Linked DNA regions of Athene noctua: region 1 is linked to region 2. The links are chromatin contacts, called in public Hi-C maps. All regions are on one chromosome and are shown on one strand. The core of a region is the stretch at or near the end of the contact, and the rest is flanking DNA. Distances in the headings are between cores, read along the strand shown. Region 1 holds the start of VAC14 (VAC14 component of PIKFYVE complex). Region 2 holds the start of GOT2 (glutamic-oxaloacetic transaminase 2).

The links. Hi-C and Micro-C count contacts between places; a contact is called where the count stands out from the background.
Region 1: a contact with region 2 is called in a Hi-C map of heart, with 4 times the contacts expected there. The contact joins the promoter of VAC14 here to the promoter of GOT2 in region 2. A contact is called at or near these places in 2 of 2 Hi-C or Micro-C datasets (heart and liver).

The regions. Positions count from the first base shown.
Region 1 is chr9:6,064,294-6,068,679 of bAthNoc1.hap1.1, forward strand. VAC14 (VAC14 component of PIKFYVE complex) reads left to right here and starts at 2,254. Exons shown (of 20, transcript XR_012634184.1): 1 at 2,254-2,399. HYDIN (HYDIN axonemal central pair apparatus protein) reads left to right here. Exons shown (of 56, transcript XM_074913662.1): 50 at 1-64; 51 at 67-227; 52 at 829-966; 53 at 968-1,068; 54 at 1,526-1,714; 55 at 1,716-1,828; 56 at 1,831-1,964. The coding sequence ends at 1,964.
Region 2 is chr9:5,870,934-5,875,407 of bAthNoc1.hap1.1, forward strand. It overlaps GOT2 (glutamic-oxaloacetic transaminase 2), which reads right to left and starts at 3,218. Exons shown (of 9, transcript XM_074913434.1): 1 at 3,094-3,218. The coding sequence starts at 3,158.

The sequences.
Region 1 (4,386 bases), core at 1,004-3,503, 190 kb after region 2:
CTCAACAAGGTGACCAATGAGTACTTGTTCTACATGGTGGCTCCCTAGGCCACCACTTCAGGACCCTCAGCATGGTTGAAGTGGCCGCTGCTGTTCGGCAGAGAGTGTCTGCCACCATCAGGGTGGACAACCCTCCGCCTGTGCCGCTGATGTTTGCTGTAGGTCGCAAAGTGCCCCACATCAGTGTTCCCCCACAGTTCACTGTTCCTGCGCAGTCAGAGGGAGGAGCAAAGCTCATGCAGCGTGCTCTCCTCTCCTGCAGCCTTTCTGGGAGTGGGTAGTCCTGAGGGGTGATGCCCTGCATGAACCATCTGGGGCTTCTTCCCAGGGGTGACGGCTCCCACCCACTAATAATATGGAGGGGAAGCAGCATAGAGAATATTCCTAGCGGGGGTCTGCCATGCCACTCCTTGTGAGATGCTCCCACCAGGCCTCATGGGGCGGGCGGGTCCTTGCGCCTCAGGCTCTGTATTTAGGGTGGGTATTTTCAGTTTAGAGTGGCTGCAGGGCATGCCTTACCCCCCTGGCATGGTGTCTTCAGCCTGGATCCATAGGTGTTTTGTGCCCTGGGGGAGTAGAGGGGATTTTAAGGTGGAAAGCTTCTGGGATAGTTCTGGAGGGCTCCCAGCTATTGGGGAAAGTTCCCCAAGTGAACTGTCCCCCAGATGCAGCAAGGCCCTGCCCCAGAGAGAGGGAGCTGGAGTGAGGGAGAGTGCTGGGCTGCCTTCCAGCATTGCTGGAGCACAACAGGGACCGATTACCCCCATTGCAGGTCCTGCCTTCCCCATCTCTGCCTGACCCAGTGGCTTTTCCTTTTGTTCCTCCCAGGCTGATCTTATCTTTGAGTACCAGTCCCTGAAAGTGGGTGAGAGTACCGGGTGCCTGGTACTCTGGAGCAGCAACTTGGGCTCTTTCTCCTACAATCTGCATCTGAATGCCACCCTGAGCAGGCTGGAGAAGCCCCAACTACTTCTGCACCACACTGTGCTCTAGTCAGACCATCACCACCAAACTAATGTTATCATTTAATGCCCAGCAGAAGACCGACTACCTCCTCCAGGTGACCCTGCCTGCCCTGGGCTCTTGCTAGGAGGCAGCTCATCTGGCCAGCGTCAGCCCACTCTGTGAAGCGACCCTGCCCCTCTAGCTTAGCCTGGCAGAGCTGGGGTGGCCATGTGAGCCTGCAGGTCTCCCCACCAATGCTGGGCTTGTCCCCAGCTGGCCTGTCTTCACTTGCAGATGCTCCCTGCTCTTGCAGGTCCCATGGTGCCTGGACTTATGCAGTCAGAGCTGGGGTTTAAGGTCTCCTAGAGCTTGAGTGCAGAGTTGTCCCCGCTGGTCACGTTTGGACAGCCCTGATGGCCATTCCTCACAGGCATGGGGTGGTGGGGACAGGTGCAGCGGTGACAGGCAAGGGACAGGGACCCTGGCCAACATGACGGTGGGGACCCTCGGTTTCTTCCCGAGGTGCTGGCTCTGCTTTTGTGACCTGCACCCACCATGGTATCTTCTCTCCCCTGTGCAGACCCAACTGCGCCGACTTACTGACAGAGAAAACCATCGGCATAGCTTCCTCCAGCCTGGGAGGCTCGGAGGTGAGCATGGAGGTGCCCTTCAAGCCCTGCCAGATGGGCGAAGCCAGGGCCACACTGCAGCTCTCCTCCCTGCTTGGGGGGGGGGAATACAGCATCCCCCTCTTCAGCCTTACCCTCCCAGAGCCCATTTCCCATCCAGACTGGTGGCACTGCCTCCACCTCCTTCAAGAACATCTTCCTGCAGCCCATGGCCTTCCAGTGCCAGGTGGAGCACTCAGCCTTCACCCTCAGGGCCCCCGAACCACCTCCCTCTCTGTCTCCTTGGAGGGTGGCGCAGCCCCCATCACCAGCAAGATGGTGGTCTCCTGCCCTAGGGCGGGGGGTGTCTCCTGGGTCTACAACCTGCGGGGCCTCCCGGCTCACCAGTGACCCGCGTGCCCCTGGGAGCCCCTCGGGGTGCCCGGGTGCAGCAGCCTCTCACCGTGGGTGTCGGGGCGTTACCTGCGGGGCACAGTCACCGCTGCAGCGGTCGCTTTGGCCTAAACCCCTTCCCTTTGCACTGAACCCGTCGCGTGTGTAATAAACGAGCTCGTTTTGCCCTAAGCCCAGCGGGGCCGGTGGCGCCAGGGCTGAGGCGGCAGGAGGCGGCCTCCGCGCCGCGCGGGGGCGCGCTGCAGCGTGGCGGAGGGGTCACGTGGGCGGGCCGGCCGGCCGGGGTCACGTGGCCGCCGGTGGCGGCGGGGCCGGGACCGGGGGGACCATGAACGCCGAGCGGGACTTGGCGCCGCTGGCGCCCAGCGTGGTGCGGGCGCTGAACGATAAGCTCTACGAGAAGAGGAAGGTGGCGGCCCTCGAGATCGAGAAGTGAGCGGCGCGGAGGGGCGGGGGTTGCCGGGAACCGCCGGGAACCGGGAGGGCAACGGGGGCGGTGCCGCTCCGGGCTGTCCCAGCGCCGGCCGCGGGGCCAGGAGGGGATGAAGGCCGGCCCGGCGCCCCGGGGAGGGCCTGGGAGAGGGGTTGGGGATGGTGCTGGGGCCACCTGCGGCCGCGGGGTGGCGGGAGCCGGCCCGTGATGCTCGGGTGGGTCCCGCCGTGCCCGGTGGAGCTGGCCGCGGGAGGAGATCGGCCCGGCTCGGCTCCCCGGTGGGAGCTGGGGGCTTCGGGGGAAGGGGTCACCGCCGGGGGTCCGGGGCACCGGGGAGGCTGCAGGGCCGGGAGCCCAGGGAGGGGACTCGGGTTGCGCGGTGACCCTGGCAGGGGGCAGTGCCCGGGCAGGAGGGGCTGTGCCCCGGCGCGGCTCCGTGTCTCCCATCCCTGTGTCACCACTCGCTGAAGTTTCTCTCCGAGCCCGTCAGAGCTTGGGCACCCGCGGGGACCCGCCGGTTCGGGGCGCGTGTCCCGGGGCGGGAGTCGTGCCGGTGAGCCCCTGGGTCTGGCGGTGGGTGCCACCGCCCAACACCCCGCGGAGGAAACGCCTGAGTAACGGGACTTTAGACACTCCTTGGAGGCGCGGCGCTTGTTGGAGGTGCGGTGCTCGCTCTCCTGCCGCGCTCCTGGAGGTGGCTGGCTCTGTGACCACGGCTGGGGGACCCGAGGGTCTCACCGGGCAGCGGGCAGGAGCCGCAGTGGGGGCAGCAGGCTGGTGCTGGGGCGGCCGTGCCGGTCGTCCAGGGCCCGTCAGGGATCAGCCTGGGTTCATCACCTCGTGGTGCCATCCTGCCTCTCCCCTGAGGTCTAGCCCGAGCTCATCCCACGCTCTGTGACAGCTGCAGGGCTGCGAAGCGCCTGCTGGCACCTACAGCTCTTGGGTGTTGCCTTTAGTTTTGCTGTACCGCTGCTGTTTGAGCAGAGTTTGGGCCTTCCTTTCGGAGCGTCCTAAGCAAAGGTCTGCGGGTGTCTGCTGGCATGGCTGTGCCCCCTCTACGTGCTGCCCGTCCACGTTCCCTGTGCATCTTGTTGCTCTTGCTGTGCTGGTCGGGGTGCTTTGAGCCACTCTGCTCCGCAGCTTTGCCTAGGAAGCAGTGTCCTCCCTGGGCACTGCCCGAGAGCTCAGCTCATGGAGGAGATCCCTAGCATCTCCTCAGGGGACAGCTCAGCACAGGGCTGGGAGCAACGATCCAAGCTGGAGGGTGAGGCCTGGGTGGGAGAGGCAGCTCTGGTGAGCCTGTGAGGGGAGCAGCCAGTGATGTGGGGATGGAGTCACTCTGCTGAGGGTTCACGGGAGACGTGGGAGCGATGTGGAGTGAGGGCCATGTGCCTTGAATGTGGAGGCTCCTGCGTGGGAGGTGAGCAGCAGAGAAAATGGCTCTTGGGATGGGGTGAGTGTTTGTTCAGGTACAAACCCAACTCAGCCAGCCCCTTCTTCTGTTCTGTGTGTTCCCCTTTACCTCATTTTCTCTCTTCTTTATAGGAATGGTTACTTCAGGGTGGGTTGTGGCAGATGTGTTGCACAGTCCTCATAAATTCACCCTCAGAAATACTTCAGTAACTGCCCCTGGGCTGCTGCTGGGAGGGGTGATCCTCCTTACCCAAGCAGCTCTGCTTTGACTTATTCTGCCCCAGGATTCAGGTTCCATGGTTGGTTTATACCAACCAAAGGCTGATTTGGGGTCAGGCAGTTTAGGGGGTTGAGGTGGAAACCCTGTGTGGGTATGAGGAGGAGGAAGGCAAGGTCCAACCCTTTCTGCAGGTACACAGGTTTAGGTCAGCTAAAAGCCATCATCTTGCATGTCTCTGGCATCAAGCAAGAGGGACTTGCTGCCTCTCAGCTCAGGTACCTCCTTGTCCTCTGGCCAGTAACGTGGGAGCAGGTCCTGCTGCTTGCAAACTCTCTGGTGCTGAGCATTACTTT
Region 2 (4,474 bases), core at 1,968-4,467:
TTGGAAAAGCCCTCCCGGCAATGGAGGGACAGGGGAAGACACACTCTGCGCAGGGGTGCATCCCTTCGCAGTTCACTTGGTCTAGGATGATTTTGGTATGGAGCGCTGCAGGAGCCCAGTCACCTGTTTTAAAGAGTGCTGCTTCTGAGATGGTGACAGCACCTTCTTTCTGCCGGGCTTATCACCAACCAGCTTACAGTTTTGGGTATTTAGGTCTTGATCCTGCAAACCCTTAAGCAGGGCACTGGGCTCTAATATACTACTGCTGCAATTAACGCTGATCCTGAGGGCATTTAACTAAGCTGCAGCACTCTGGAGAGTTAAGTACTTTCATTCTGAGTTGGTCTTCCTATCGGCTTAAGGCAGCAAAGGGACTGATTTTAGGACTGATCTTCTGGTTCTCAGCCTGAAGGTTTTGAAGTGAAGTCCACAGACTCCTCTGCCATTTCCCAGGACATGAGCTTTCAGAGACAGAAGAAAAAAGTCCAGGCACACACCAGGATACCCAAGAGATCACAGAGGCAAAGCTTTCTAGACAGGGGTTTGAGAAAAGAGATCTACTGGGGATCTGAGGCCACAAGTCCTAGCACACTGCTGCTCTATGTTAATGTTGTCTCTGCACTACGTTATATTTTGAGCAATTAAAAGAGCATTGGTCATGAATAAAGGTCAAAGTTATAAACTGCACATCCTCTTTGCCAGGCTGGAAATATTTCAGTGTGGAAAACTAAACAAAGGTAAGTTTAAGTTGGGGTTGAACTACCTGAGGGGTACCTGATGTAAGCCAAAGAAAACATGTTTTCCAGCTATGGGACTTGAACAGAGGCGGCTTGAGTTGGAGTTTAGATGCTGAGCAGACCTGGTGTTCAAGTAATCTCTGTACTTTTCAGACAGGCTGGTCTTCTGAGCTTAACGTAAGAGCAGTGTGACAAATGGGAGAGAGAAAGAGAGTAGAAAAATGCACCAGAACTGTGTAAACCAGCAACACCCTTTAAAAATGTATGTGGAACTCACAGCCCAAGCTGCAGAGACCTAAGAGAGTGCTTATGGACTCAAGCCAAGCCCAGAAAGCAAGTTTTCCTCTTGGTAAGCAAGCATTTACAAGTCCAGTGAAGGTTTCCATTGTGAAGAGGCCAATTCATGTTCCCTGAGGTACAGCCACATAAGATACTGGATTTCAAAACCTCTGCCAAAGCCCCTGCAGCAGTTCTGCAAGCAGGAGCAGAGCAGAGGGGCCAAAGGTGATGCTGTCTGGATACCACAGCTAAAGCAAATATTTACACAAGAACAATGCCAACAGGCTGCTCTAGCTACTACTGTCCTTTCAAGCCTAAAATTTCATTGCCCCAGTCAGCTGCTGCAAGCTTCCCACCAAGCAAAGCATTTAAAATAGCTATCTCCTTATGCATCAGAGCAGCAGACTGAGTTATCACCTTAATTAGCATTTGTGTGTCAAGGGAGCCATTTTAATCAATTCATATCTCTGCATCTCTGTCCTGATCTCACAAAGACCATTCTCAGCACAGAGCAATGGTAACTGCTCCAAGCACCAGGCAAAGTTGCTGAAGATAAAGAAACAAAAACTGCTAATCACTGTTTGGCATCCCCTGTCAGGGGATAAAGAGCCACTCTTTGGGCACAACAGGGGCTGTGCACAAAGGCTCTTTATAAAAGGGACAACCTGCATCTCTTTTAGGTGACCTTAATTCAATTTGGTAATTTATAGTTTGCTGTGTAACAAGCTTAAGAAAAGCAAAGCTATTGGCAGTGGGCTTGCAGACCTTTCAGAGGCTCACTACAGTCCAAGTGCAGAAAGCACAAGTTCTAGATAGCTGTTCCCCAGCATGTGCTGAGAAGAGCCAGCAGGCTACCTCAGAAGCAGCAAAGGCTGGGAGCATTCCCCTCACAGGGCAGCGAGGGGCCATGTTTTACAGAACAGGGTTAATCAATATCTAATTGCCTCCTCTATCTGCTGGGATGGGAAAATAAAACCCTACTGCTTTCCTGCTCTGACAAGGACTGGGAACTGTTCCTTAAAGCTTCCTGAGCCAATATGGGTCAGGAGTCAACAGGCTCTGGAGAGCAGCAAGGCCTTGCCCAGACCCCTCAGCACACTCTGCTCCTTGGCCTGCTGATCATGGTGGTGTTCCCTGCCAGTGCCCGATGTCTCTCGGGTCAGCTGTACTTCGTGGAGCTGTTCTGGGGCTCCAGCTGCACCCTGTGTCCTTCCACCCATCCCTCTGCTGGCTTCAGTGACAGCGGAGCCCAGAGCTGCCAGTGCAGAAGCGATCCCCCCAGAAACACCCTCGCTCCCACCCATCCGGCTCACGCCAGGTTTTGCACACCTGAAGGCAGGGCTCTGGCGCAGGCAGTGCTGCACACCGGCAGCCCCATTTCACCGTGCAGGGCTCCCTCCACTCCCACTACACGGTGCACGCCAGGCAGTAGCACCCCAGCCCCATTTCACAGTGCGTGGGGTCCCCTTGGCTGCATCGCTCCACGCACCCCAACAGCAGCGCCCCTGCCCCGTTTCACAGCACGTGGGGCCCTTCATGCCCTGTTGCACAGCGCACCCCTCAGCAGCACCGCGGTCCCAATTCTTGGTGCAGAGGGTCCCCCCAACCCCACTGCATCCCTCCAGCAGCACCCCAGCCCCATTTCTCGGTGCAGAGGGTCTCCACGGCCCCGCTGGACCCCGGCCCCGATGCTGGCCGCGGAGGGCGCCCCCGGCCCCGATGCGCGCACACACGCGCGCGCCCTCCACGGCGGCTCCTCAAGGACAGGCCGGGGGGCGCCGGGCCCGGCCGCGGCCAATCAGAGCGTGAGGAGGCGCCGCGCGCCCCCCGACTCGCTGCGCGCCCCAGCCAATCCGCGCGCCGTCCCCCCGGCAACCCCCTGCCCCACCGCGACGTCACCGGCGGCGTCTACAGGCTCCGCGGAGGGACACGCTTCCGCACGGCACCCCCCCCCCCCCCCCCCCCGCCAGCCTCACAGGTGCGCCCGGCCCCGGGCCCGGCGGCAGGAAGGCCCTTCCGCCGGCACCGGCGGGCGGTAAGGGCGGCCGCGGGGGCTGAGCCGCCCCTCAGCCCTCACCTGGCGCGGGCGGCGGCGGCGAGGCGCGGGGCGGTGAGGAGCCAGCGGGTGTGCAGCAGAGCCATGGCGGCGGCGGGCGGGCTGGCGAGCGGACACCTCACGTAGCGGCCGCCGGCCTCGCGCCCCGCCCCGCGCATGCGCCGGGCCGCGTCGACACCCGCCCCCTGGCGGCCGGGAGGCCTCGCTGCAACCGCGCTGCCCGCCCGCTCCTGCGATGTATTGGGCTGTGCTGGGCTGTGCTGGGCAGTACTGGGCTGTGCTGGGCTGTGCTGGGTGGGATACCAAGGGGTCGACTGGGGTGCGGTGAGCCGCACTGGGCTGTTACTGGGCTATCTTGTACCAGGTTGTACTGGACCATGCTGGGACACAGAGGACTGTACCGCACCACAGTAGGCTGTACAGCGCTGTACTGGGCTGTGCTTCACTGTGTAGGACTCTACAGCACTGTATGGGGCCATACAGGTCTGTACAGGGTGGTGTTGGGTCACACTGCCTGTACCAGGCTATACAGGACTGTAATGGACCATACTGGGCTGTACTTGGCCATGAAGTATTGGGCCATACTGGATTGTATGTGGCTGTACTTGGCCATATAAGACTGCGCTGTTCCATACTGGCCTGTACTGAGCCATATAGGGCTGTACAGGGCACGGGGCTGTACTGGGCTGTACTTAGCTGCATAGGACTGTACAGCACCATGTGGAGTGACAGGGAGTGGTATTGGACCACACTGGTCTATACTGAACCGTGCAGGGCTGTATTGAGTGATACTGGGCTCTTTCAGGCTGCACTTGACTGTATAGGACTGCAGTGCACCCCACTGGGCTGTACAGGGCCATACAGGACTGTACTGTGCCATACTGGGCTGTACATGGCCATAAAGAACTGCACTGCACCATACCGGGCTGTATAGGGCTGAACTGGGCCATACTGGGCAGTAGAGGGGCTGCCCCTCCCTCACCCCTGCCAGCACCGCACTCGCCCCACGGCCACAGCCCCTACTCGCCCACACTTGCACCCTGCTCCCACTGATGCTGCTGACACCCATGGGGTCTCAGCCTGGAGGCCAGCACCTCCCGCACCTCCCCAGCACCCACCACCACCGGGATAGGTGGCACTGGGACTCCACCAGCATTGCCACCTTGGGACTTGTTTCTTAAACTGGGCAGGAGATGACACACAACCCTTGGGATACCCCTGCCTGGCTGGGAGGGGGAACTGGGAGTTGCTGGGCAGTGTGCTGTCCCGGATGTCACCGAGCTGGGGACATCAGTGTCCCCATCCTGCCTGCACTCTGCACCCCAGGGGATTTTGCAACATTTCTCCCCGCCCCCCCCCCCCCCCCCCCCAATCTATAGAGGCTTTCCAAAAGCTCCAGCCG